Linked DNA regions of Mus musculus: all the other regions are linked to region 2. The links are chromatin contacts, called in public Hi-C and promoter capture Hi-C maps. All regions are on one chromosome and are shown on one strand. The core of a region is the stretch at or near the end of the contact, and the rest is flanking DNA. Distances in the headings are between cores, read along the strand shown.

Region 1 (3,555 bases), core at 646-3,145, about 10 Mb before region 2:
GGGGAACGCCAGGGCCAAAAAGTGGGAGTGGGTGGGTAGGGGAGTGGGGAGGAGGGTATGGGGGACTTTTGGGATAGCATTGGAAATGTAAATGAGGAAAATACCTAATAAAAAAAAGAGGCGCAATGGACCAAAAAAAAAAAAAAAAAAAAAAAAAAAGGACTTGACGGAATGCCTGATAAAAGAATTTGGATGGGGAAAGGTATAAAGTGTACCCAACTAGGGGTGAAAGGGAGGGGGTAAGGGAGGAGCTAGCGCGAATAAAAGATAAACAGCCTAAACTACAATCACAATTAAAAACAGCCAACAACACTGCTTCTATCGAAGCTTGTATGGTCAAAGGTTTGACAATCTTGAATGAGAACTAAAATGTACAGGGGAACCAAAAAGTTAAACAGCTGGGGGGGGGGGTGCGGGGAAATAACATCAATCTTAGAAATAGAAATGATACTTTGTATAGGCGATAGAATTTTTGTTTGTTTTGCAAGAGGGTCTCATTACGTAAGCCTTGGTTTGCTTTGAACTCTGTGTATATCTGGCTGACCTCCAAAACTCAAGCCTACCTCTCTCCCAAGTGCTGGGAGTAAAAGTATGTGCCACGCCTTGGCCCGATATACGTTTAAACGAGTTCTCCGTTAAATTACAAATTTTACCGTCAGATTTATGGATTAGCATTAGAAAAACTGGGGTGGTGGTGAATAAATAGCTAATTCCTCTTCTACCCAAAATTAGATAGACCTAAAACCGATAAATCAAACTTAACCATATTAAGAGACACAACCAAAACAGTTCAAAGTGTCTGTTACGAAAAAGTGGCTCTCCCTTTGGAAGACCCCCCCCCCCCAGGAGAACACAATGTTTATAAAGAAATAATGGTTCAGCTTAGCAATTTGTCTTTGGAGAACACAAAAATATACTAGGATTGTCACCAAAACAAAGCTTTTGGTTTCTTCTAAGACAGGAAGTGAGAAAGTAAATAACTTCAGCGGGAGAAATAGGTTCTTGGAGAGAGGCGGTTCTAAAGCCGAAAGTGGGAGGGGACACATGTGCCCGGAACTTTTCCAATCCAGAAATTCTAACTTAGAGTACAAAGTCGAACTCGACAGAATTACGCGAACGACAAAAGCAACACTCACGAATCGGAACGACTTAAAAGTCTGCCTGTAAACTAGCAAACTAACGGAGGCAGGAAGTGAAACACAGCGAGCTGCCCGGCATTCGTACAGCAAAGCCCGCCAGGGAGAAAGAGCGCTCCCCTAGCCTAGTCCTTCGTAACTAGCTGCTGCCCGCGCACGCTTAACTGCAACAAATGGCCAGGCTCGGGTGGAAAACAAGCGATCCAGCCAACGGGAACTCCGGGCTCAAGACAGTGGACCAACCAGCGGTCCCTACCCTGCCAACCTTGCTGCCCGCGCTAGGGGGGCTGACTAGCCTGGGCGCCCTTTGGAGCTCAGTGAGCGGCGCGGAGGGAACAAAGCCGTGGGCGGAGCCTGGGGTGCCCCGCTTCGCAGGCGGGGGAGGAGCCGCCCAAGCCCCCAAAGCCCCCTACTCGCCCTCGCTCCGCCCAGACCGCCTCCGGAACCGCGAACCCGCGAAGCGGCCCGTGAGGCAGCTTGGGGCGGGCGCCCATCCCCGAGGGCCTCGGCCTAGACCTGCCACGCCGGGTCCCCACTCCGGCGTACTGGCCGCCTCCTCACCTTCTCCTCCACGCAGTTGACAATGATGGACGGGTACTTGCGGCTGAGCCAGCGGAAGAACGCCGGGACTCCCATGACCAGCGGGCAGCTCGAAACAGCAGCCGGGCCAGCGGGAGAGTGTAACCAACGAGACTAGCAGGAGCGGCAGCCGCGGGCACCAGCACTTCCTCCCACGTGCGTTCAGCGGCCGGAAGTTACGTCATACCACCACCGCGGGGGATGCAGGGAAAGGAGCTCGGTTAAGTGGAAGTTCATTTAGACTGCCGGAGTGGAGGCCCGGCTGGGCGAGCTGTAGACCTGGCTCGCCGCGTTCTCTGGTAAAGCCTTTGAGAGCCGACTCCTGGCGGATGCCTTCTCCGGCAATCCAGCCAAGAGCGCCGGCCACATTAGGCCCGCAGCCGCAAAGTCCTTGTGTGGCCGAGACTTTGGAAAGGCGTGGCCTATCTTACTTCCTTTCTCACAATCAGTCTTGAGCTGAATAGAAGCATCTACACTCTAGTTTCCATTTCCTGGTTTCTCTCATTTCTATGCTGCTGTGCCTGGCCGAACTATGAAAAAGCATCCTCAAGTGTTTTGCAATTTTTTTTTAAAATCTGCTTTGCATAAGCAACTTTTTAAAAATATGTTTAAGATTTATTTTTAGTTACGCAATGTGTGTATATGTACATGTGGCTTTGTGAACGAGTGCTGGTACCTGTGGAGGCCAGAGGTTTCAAATCCCCTGGAGCTGGAGTTACAAACAGCAGTATTCAGCCTGCTGTGGCTGCCAGCAATCAAACTCTACTTTGGAAAAACAGCATGAACGCTTTACTGCTGAGCCATCTCTCAGCCCAACGAGGTCACTTTAAACAGTTGCAGAGTCTAGCCAAAATTTGCTAATATCACGTTCTAGCATTTATTGAGTACCTGTGATGTGCTTAGGCAAGGAACTAAAGAATTTTCTTATTTAATCACCAGTTGAGCCTTCTGTGCTGGCTGGCCGTGTCATTTGGGTGACTCCAGTGTAAAAAATATTCTCCAAACAGAAAAAGCAGTTTATTAGATTACGTGCATGCAGCAGGCAGGAAAGTAAAAAGCTAAAAGGGGCTTGTTTTGAGGAAGCCTGTTTCTATGTGGGCAGTAACAGCCTGGCCTTGAGGCAGTGATTGTTTGCCTGAGTCAGGCACAGTGTAACAACTCCACCCATCCTGTGGTCTTGCTCTACCGTTTTTGGGGGGGGTTTGGTTTTTTGTTTTTGTAACACAGATAACGGGTTATCAAAGAGCTAAATTGCTTGCTTATTCATACTGCTTGTATTTCACTTTAACCAAGGGTCATTTAATCCTCTGTTCTCAACCAACATGATATTTGTATCCCTTCTTTTCTGGTGGCTTCAAATGTACCCTGTCATATCCCCCATCCCACCTGCAGCATATGAAAGAAGTCTAGAAAGAGGAGGGAGGTATCTGCCCATTTGCTCAAGCTTGAAAGTCTCTTCCCTGAATCCCCCCTAGGCCTGACAAATCACAATCACAAAGGCTCACCTTAAGAGACCTCTAAAGTGTTTCTCTGCTGCTTGTCAGGCAGTAAAGGTTGCCCCTTCCTCAATGGTTTAATGACTTCATTTAAATGCTAATGTAGAGGTAACTTAAATGCTTAGAGAGGTAGCTAGCCTATGTTTAGTTTTAGAATAGTGTATATATACACATATGTGTGTGTACACGTATATGTGTTTGTGTGTGTGTGTTTAAGAATATTATTTGGAAATAGCCCCTTCTTAAGAGTTTGTGTCCTCTGGGATGTGCTATGTTCTTTTTTTTTTTTTTTTTTTTTTTGGTTTTTCGAGACAGGGTTTCTCTGTATAGCCCTGGCTGTCCTG
Region 2 (3,387 bases), core at 555-3,054:
TAGGCACCCGCAGACATCAGACACCTCTGAGTTCCCAAGAAGCTGGAGTTACAGGCAATCGTGAACTGCCTGACATAGGTGCTGGGAACTAAACTCAGGTTGTCTAGAACAGCACACAGCTCTTGACTCTGGGCCAGCTCTCCAGCCCATGCCAGGTACTTAGGAAGCACATTGCTTGTATTAACTTAGCTAACTCTCACAGGAGTCCTACCTTACAAGTTAGGAAACTCAAGCACAAGGGTGGGTAACTGTCTTTTAGATCTCAGAGATGGAGCTGGGGTGAAGGAAGTAGGATGTACAGTCAGGGAAGACGTTTCAGAACTGATTTTTTTACCCATCCACACTACATCACTACCCTTAGTAGCACTGTAAAAATTGCAAACAAGCAATATTTCAGTGTAATAATGTTTTCCTACATACTCATAAAACATGAATATCCACAATGGAAACATTCATGTGAGACTCAGTAAAACAAATGGTGTTCATTCTTCTTTCCCACTTAGACTAAGGAAAAGACATATATGGCAAAGTAACAATTACTGGGAAGCTGGTTGACAAGGTAACCAGTCACTGGGACATTGGTTCAACACCCACCCAACCTAATACTCCTCCCTGTCTCCATGGTATTTTAAGTAAAGCCAAGAGGGAAGGTGAAAACCAATCTTACGCCTAACAGCATGAAAACCATGTCTCAAATACCTTAGTGTCATCTATATTCCACATAGTCTCCATTTCTATCTGCAACTGGTCTGAAGTCTGGTTTAGAAGCTTCCCAGGTGACTGTCATGGGCAGCCAAGGTTGAGAACTACTGATTTTCTTTTCTCATACAAGAAGACACAGAAGAAAGCCTGGTGCTACAAAAAGCTAAGGTAAGCCACAGTCCAAAGTTTCCAAGTCACTATTATACTGTGCCCAAGTGCAGCTTCTACTCATTCCAAGAAACATGCTCCCAGAAGATGCTGGGATGGCTGGTCGATGATTACACTGAGCAACAAGGCCATGCTACCTGGACTATTAGCCTTACAATTATGGCTATATACAGTATCCAAGAAATACGAGAAGTGAGAACATGAAGTTGCTTGTCCAGCAGTGCTAAAAAAAAAAACATTAGAACATTATGTTCCTGGTCCCAGCTTTGGATATATCAAAGCAAGTGGATGAAAAGGAGGTTTCGTTTTGTTTTGTTTTGAAGTTTACTTCTATATTTTATAGCACAAAACTAGCTAAGTATTCAACAAATTCAATGAATGAATGAATGAATGGGAAGAATATACAAACACAGCTGATCACATTTTAAAGTCCTCTGGGAGCTATATTCACCTCTATAGATGCAGAAAGCCATACAATTAATGATCAAATTTGCTGTTCCATCCATTTTGCTTTGTTATTCTACGGAAATTCCCTCAACGTTATTGTCCCTTTAAATCTCAGTCTTCCTGAACAGTGGTGTTTAACAATTCTAATGGAAAGAGAAGGAATACCTAAGAGAAAAATTGTGTTAAGTCCCAAAATCCAAAACAAAAATACGTATTGGTATAAGATGGCCAAACAGTTCGGTCCAACTGAGGGAAGAGCTGGGTTATCCGAACGAAGTATCACACGCTCTTACCTACGATGGTGGCGGGAGGTGGGTTCGGGCTGTAATGCTTTGTTACTGTCCGGGGTCACTGGTGGACTAGTATAGTACCTGAACGGGAAAACTCAGACTAAAAAGGCGGCAGACCAAGCTTCAGCAGCTTTGGCTTACTTCCCGTTTCCCAGCGTCCCCTCGCACGTTAGAGAATGCAACCAGCGCCCAAACACAAGATGGCATTATCGACTTCATTCGGTTGGAAGCCACTGCCAGCACCTACGATGGCGCCCGAAGCCCTGGCTAAGGTAATGGGATAGCCGGAAAGAACTGCCCAAACGAAAAATGGCTTCTGTCGATGATATCAACGCTTTATGGAGACCAAAATAAAAATGGCGGCCAAAGCGGATTTTTTTTTTTTTTTTAAGAGGTTGGAAAAGCCACAAATACAATTGGCAGATAATGTATCACTGTACGTCAACGATATGTACTGATGGACAACAACAACAAAAGCCGTGTTTTTCGTATCACAAAACTATAGGGCAAGAGTAGAAAATATTTTTAATGAGGAAGATTAAAAGATACGTTGAAAAATAAAGGTGCCTTTCACGGTGCCAGAGAAAAGCGAAATAAAATATGTTTAAACATAATTTCATAATGCTTCGGGTGGTTCAAAAGAATAAAAGACTTATCTCTGAAGAAAAAAAAAAGAAAGGCAAAGCCAAGGAAATTAACCAACCGGATCCGGCACTGAATTGAAGACTCCCGACTTCTGCCAACCCCGCTCCTAGACTGGGCGGAAGTTTCCTGCATGGCGACAGGCTCTGTCTGCGCATGTTCGCTCTCTGACGTCACTCGGACCGGCAGGGCGGAGCCAGTTTCTACAGCTTAGGGCGTCCTGAGAGAGGTGGGAATTGACAACTGAGTGACAGGGCAAGGCGCCTTGTGATTGGTCAGAACAGAGGAAACGCCACCTAGGACTGGTAACAGCTTCATTCGTTCTACAAATACCTTTCGAGAGAGCAGAGAGCCGCACGCTCTGCCACCTTCTTGGTGCTGTGATGTGATGTGATGTGACCTTTCAATTTTGGTAGCGCGCACAGACAGAATACACGTCTGCCCGTAAGATTTCCGGTGACGGCCGCAGCTTTCCTTTGCGGGAGCTTCACGCAAACCCCGGAAGAGGGGCGGGGGAAGGAGGGGTGGTGCGCGTGAGCATAGAGTTGCGCATGCGCCTTCTTGCCGCGCAGGGCAAAGGTGGTGGCGCTCCGCTGCGTGGTTGGTTGCTGTGCAAGCGCGATTTCTGGTTTCTGGTGGTGAAGGTGGCCTGACCTAGAGGTGCAGCTGCTGGTGGGCAGGTGAGAGGGGCCAGGCCGCTGGTGGAGAAGCCAGCCTGCGGCCTCACCGCGTCCCCGCACGGAAAGGTCGCGAGTGGTTGGGACAAGGGTATTTGGGGGCGGGGATACAGAGGCACCTGGCTACCGGATTGGCCCAAGGACAGCTTTCAAAGTAGCTTCAGAGCGGGGCGGTGGTGGTGCACGCCTTTAATCCCAGCACTTGGGAGGCAGAGGCAGGCGGATTTCTGAGTTGGAGGCCAGCCTGGTCTACACAGTGAGTTCCAGGACAGTCAGAGCTACACAGAGAAACCCTGTCTCGGAAAACAAACAAACTAAACAAAACAACAACAATAAAAACAAAGTAGCTTCAGGATGTGACTATCTGATGATGGATCAGTGTGGGTGAGGAGGAGTGACCAATATCAGGTAGAGTTTGAATAGAGCTTCCTCAAACTCACATGCACAAGAATTGTAACTGA
Region 3 (3,468 bases), core at 69-2,568, about 12 Mb before region 2:
TGTAGACCACACTGGCTTTGAACTCATGACATCCGCCTCTGCCTTTTGTGCTGGGAATAAAGGTGTGCACGACCATGCCTGGGCCAACATTTTTTTTTTTTTGGTTTTTCGAGACAGGGTTTCTCTGTGTAGCCCTGGCTGTCCCGGAACTCACTTTGTAGACCAGGCTGGCCTCGAACTCAGAAATCCGCCTGCCTCTGCCTCCCAAGTGCTGGGATTCAAGGCGTGCGCCACCATGCCCGGTTTCATTTTTTTAAGCTTATCAGTTTATGAACGATGGATTCCACACAGAGCAAGGAGGAAGCTGGCCCTATAGATGAATTCGGAGCCAGCTTGATACTGCTCTTGCCACTCTCTCACCAAGGTCCTCCGACTCAACAATCAATCTGAAGTGCTGTTTGCTTAGTAGTTTAGGTACATTCCCTCAATCATCATTGCACAAGTCACTGTAACAACTTTACAAAAAGAGTTACAAACTTACTTGCTTCATTCTACGGAAGCAAGGGAGTCAGAGCTATGCTTACTAAGTTCCAGGATTTTTTTGAAAGCAGTTCTATATGAAAACAGCTCTAGGGATGCTGGCTTAACAATGTTCTCCAAGGTAACCATATTTCTCTGTCCAACCACCTCATCCCCACTTCTTTAGGCCACAATGCTTCGCCCTAACATTGGTCACGCCCCCAAAGATGATCACCCCTATTTCTGGTCCTCAGCTACCCACAGAACCCGGTCATCTTTCTCTCTTAAGGAGAGAGCAGTACGACCGAAACATAGTAGAGTGAGAGTCAGAAAGATGCTCCACTCCCATGGTTCATACTGTAGTTTCCTGGAGTTGGACCTCAGAAACGGCAGCCGTGCCCCGGGCCTCATTTCCAGCTGGGAGTCGCTTCTTACATCCCCCGGCCCCAAACTGCTGCTCTCCTCCGGGTATGGCAAACTCACCGCCACGGTTCTGCACATAAAAAAGCCTGATGCCAGGTTGCAGAGACACCACGTGGAGGAAAGGACAACATCCATGTCTTATTGAGCCTAAGAAAAGGGAAGAGGTCCCTGGTGCCGCGGCGTTGCCAGACGGCCAGGCAGGAGCGCTCACTTACCTGCTCGATCTCGGTCAGCGCCGCCAAGGCGACTCGGTCCCGGGTTCCGCCCCGGTCGCGGTCCCGGGCCAGAAGAGTTTCTCTCCTGTTCTCCTCTTCCTCCCAGAGGCTCCGCCTGAGAAGCCGACGTCCAGGAGGCGAGGAACGGTTAAGCGCCGGTAGTGGCTTCCCGCGCGCCGCAAGCTGCAATGTGCGCAGGCGCTAGCATCCCGGTTCCCGTCGACTCCCGCCTCCCCGCGACGGGCAGCTACGCGAGCCAGTAGAAAACTTGGCTCCGCCCAGGTGTGGCGGCAAAGACAGTGTAGGTTCCGGGTTAGGCACTATCCTAGAAGATCCGGTTGAGGGAGCTCTGATTGGATGTTGTGGAGAGGGTGGAGTCAACGCGCTTAGCTGTGGAAGGCTTGGTTAATAAGAGATATCTGTCTTTGCTAGATCTGGCTCCCTTCTTCTGTGTGTGTTGGGATGATATCTTGTGGAGACTCGTGAAGCTTCAACGTGGAGCTTCACTGGTTGATGCTAACTAGGGAGACAACAGCATGGCTTCAATAAGGCTCTGGACTGAACCCAGCACATAGACACCCGTAGTGTAGGAACCCGGTGGAAGGCTAAATCTGAGAGTCTGTGGAAGTCCTTGTGGTCAAATATGGTCAAATATCTTAGCTGAGCGCACCCTTCCTAAGGTGAAGCTACTTAGAGTTGACAAGCAGATGAACTTATAAGAGAACAAATTTTAGTCTAGTGAGAACTGAGGTCGAAGAGGCGGGCAAGGGGACAATGGTAGTTGACTTTCTATGCAGTGCAAATTGAGTTTCCTGCTGGCTCCAGCTGCGGCGCAGTACCACCTCATTTAAGACACTGAATTTGTTTTAATCTGGAGCTGTCTAGATACCTAGCATAGAAATGGAGCCATTTCGCGTGGGAAATTGGGAAACTGCTTCGTGTATCAAAACCCAAAGAGCTAACTTTGCTGAGACCTGATTCTTTGCTTCATCTGCCCGGCTAGGAGAGCTGTTTGTAAGTGGCTTTGTTCAATTAAGTACTTTAATCTGTATTTTGTTACCAACCTCTCGGCTCCTTTTGCTCATGTTACTAAGGGAACATTTGTTTTTAGATTTAAGAAACGAGAATGGCTGTTCAATATAGGTCACTTCCCACTGGAGTTAAGTGAGTGAAAAGTTTTCATTATTGAAAGAATTAAGTTGGAGTCTGAGTTTCAAGGATGAATAAGTGCCTTTGGAGCAGTAGTTACACAAAAATATGTAGTAAACCTGGGGATAAAGTAGTGGTAGGTCCCAGGACTTTTCCTGAGGGAGAACTTGACCTTTATTCTTTCAGTAGCCCTTGAATTTGGGAGATTAGAGATGCCTCTGATTCTAAAGGACTGGCCACTGACACAGTTGAGCGTATTCGTCAAGGTTCTCTAGAGGATAGAATCTCTCTCTCTCTCTCTCTCTCTCTCTCTCTCTCTCTCTCCCTCTCCCCTTCCTCTCCTCCACCCCTCCCCCCTCTCCCTCTTTCTCTCCCCTTCCCCTCCCCTCTCTCTCTCTTTCTCTCCCCTCCCCCTCCCCCTCCTCCACCATTCCACCACCCCCATATTAGTCAGGGTTCTCCTTGCCTCAATCTCCTGGCATTAAAGGTGTGTACTACCTTGTTTAGCCTAAACTTTTCATGGCCACTATGCCCCAAAATCTCCATGCCAAGATGCAGGTTAGAAACTTGTGTCTTCCAGCCTCAAGATCTGGATCACAGGTGTGTCCTCCAATTCTGGATTGTAGTTCATTCCAGATATAGCCAAACTGACAACCAGGAATAACCACTACAATCCATCCCTTGTCAACTTGACATAAATAATATCTCATGTCCAGACCGTCAGTGAGTGTTAGGACTGTCACCTTCAGTGTATGTGTGAGTGTCTGTGTAATGGTGGTTGAACACAAGGCCTGCTCAGCATGCTAAGCAAAATCTTTGCCCACTCTTCAATTTTGGACTTGGCAGTTTCTAGAGTCAGTGTTGAAAGCTGGGCATACACATAGTTACTTGCAGCTTCAGCACTGTGTCTTTTGGGTATCATCAGTGTGATTGTGATGTGAGTTTGCCTACCTGGTAACCAGCTGCCTCCTCTGTAAAGCACGAACACTAATAATATTCTTGGGAAGAGCTTCACATGGGTCTCTGTCCAAATTAGCATCCAGAAATAGAACTGAATTATGTTTTATACTTTATGTACACAGTAACTTCATTTGCCAACAGTCCTAAGGAAATGATTGGCTTTTACATTTGGAACAACCATATGACAGATCGGTGGGATTTGTTACCCAATCACATGAGCAGTTTTGGTAAATGATCCTGGCCTAAGCAGCTGTGGAGCGGT

What was found. Promoter capture Hi-C pulls out the DNA fragments that hold promoters and counts their contacts. A called contact is a pair of places that touch in the nucleus more often than the background predicts.
Region 1: a promoter capture Hi-C map of pre-B cells shows a contact between it and region 2, with 4 times the contacts expected there. The contact joins the promoter of Xrn2 here to the promoter of Slx4ip in region 2. A contact is called at or near these places in 1 of 39 promoter capture datasets (pre-B cells) and 1 of 484 Hi-C or Micro-C datasets (pre-B cells).
Region 3: a Hi-C map of CD8 T cells shows a contact between it and region 2, with 8 times the contacts expected there. The contact joins the promoter of Nxt1 here to the promoter of Slx4ip in region 2. A contact is called at or near these places in 2 of 39 promoter capture datasets (liver and pre-B cells) and 2 of 484 Hi-C or Micro-C datasets (CD4 T cells and CD8 T cells).

Annotation. Positions count from the first base shown.
Region 1 is chr2:147,011,339-147,014,893 of GRCm38.p6, reverse strand. It overlaps Xrn2 (5'-3' exoribonuclease 2), which reads right to left and starts at 1,895. Exons shown (of 30, transcript NM_011917.3): 1 at 1,698-1,895. The coding sequence starts at 1,772.
Region 2 is chr2:136,890,585-136,893,971 of GRCm38.p6, reverse strand. It overlaps Slx4ip (SLX4 interacting protein), which reads right to left and starts at 1,804. Exons shown (of 8, transcript NM_028834.3): 1 at 1,611-1,804. Mkks (McKusick-Kaufman syndrome) reads left to right here and starts at 2,566. Exons shown (of 6, transcript NM_021527.2): 1 at 2,566-2,929.
Region 3 is chr2:148,670,465-148,673,932 of GRCm38.p6, reverse strand. It overlaps Nxt1 (NTF2-related export protein 1), which reads right to left and starts at 1,318. Exons shown (of 2, transcript NM_019761.6): 1 at 1,098-1,318.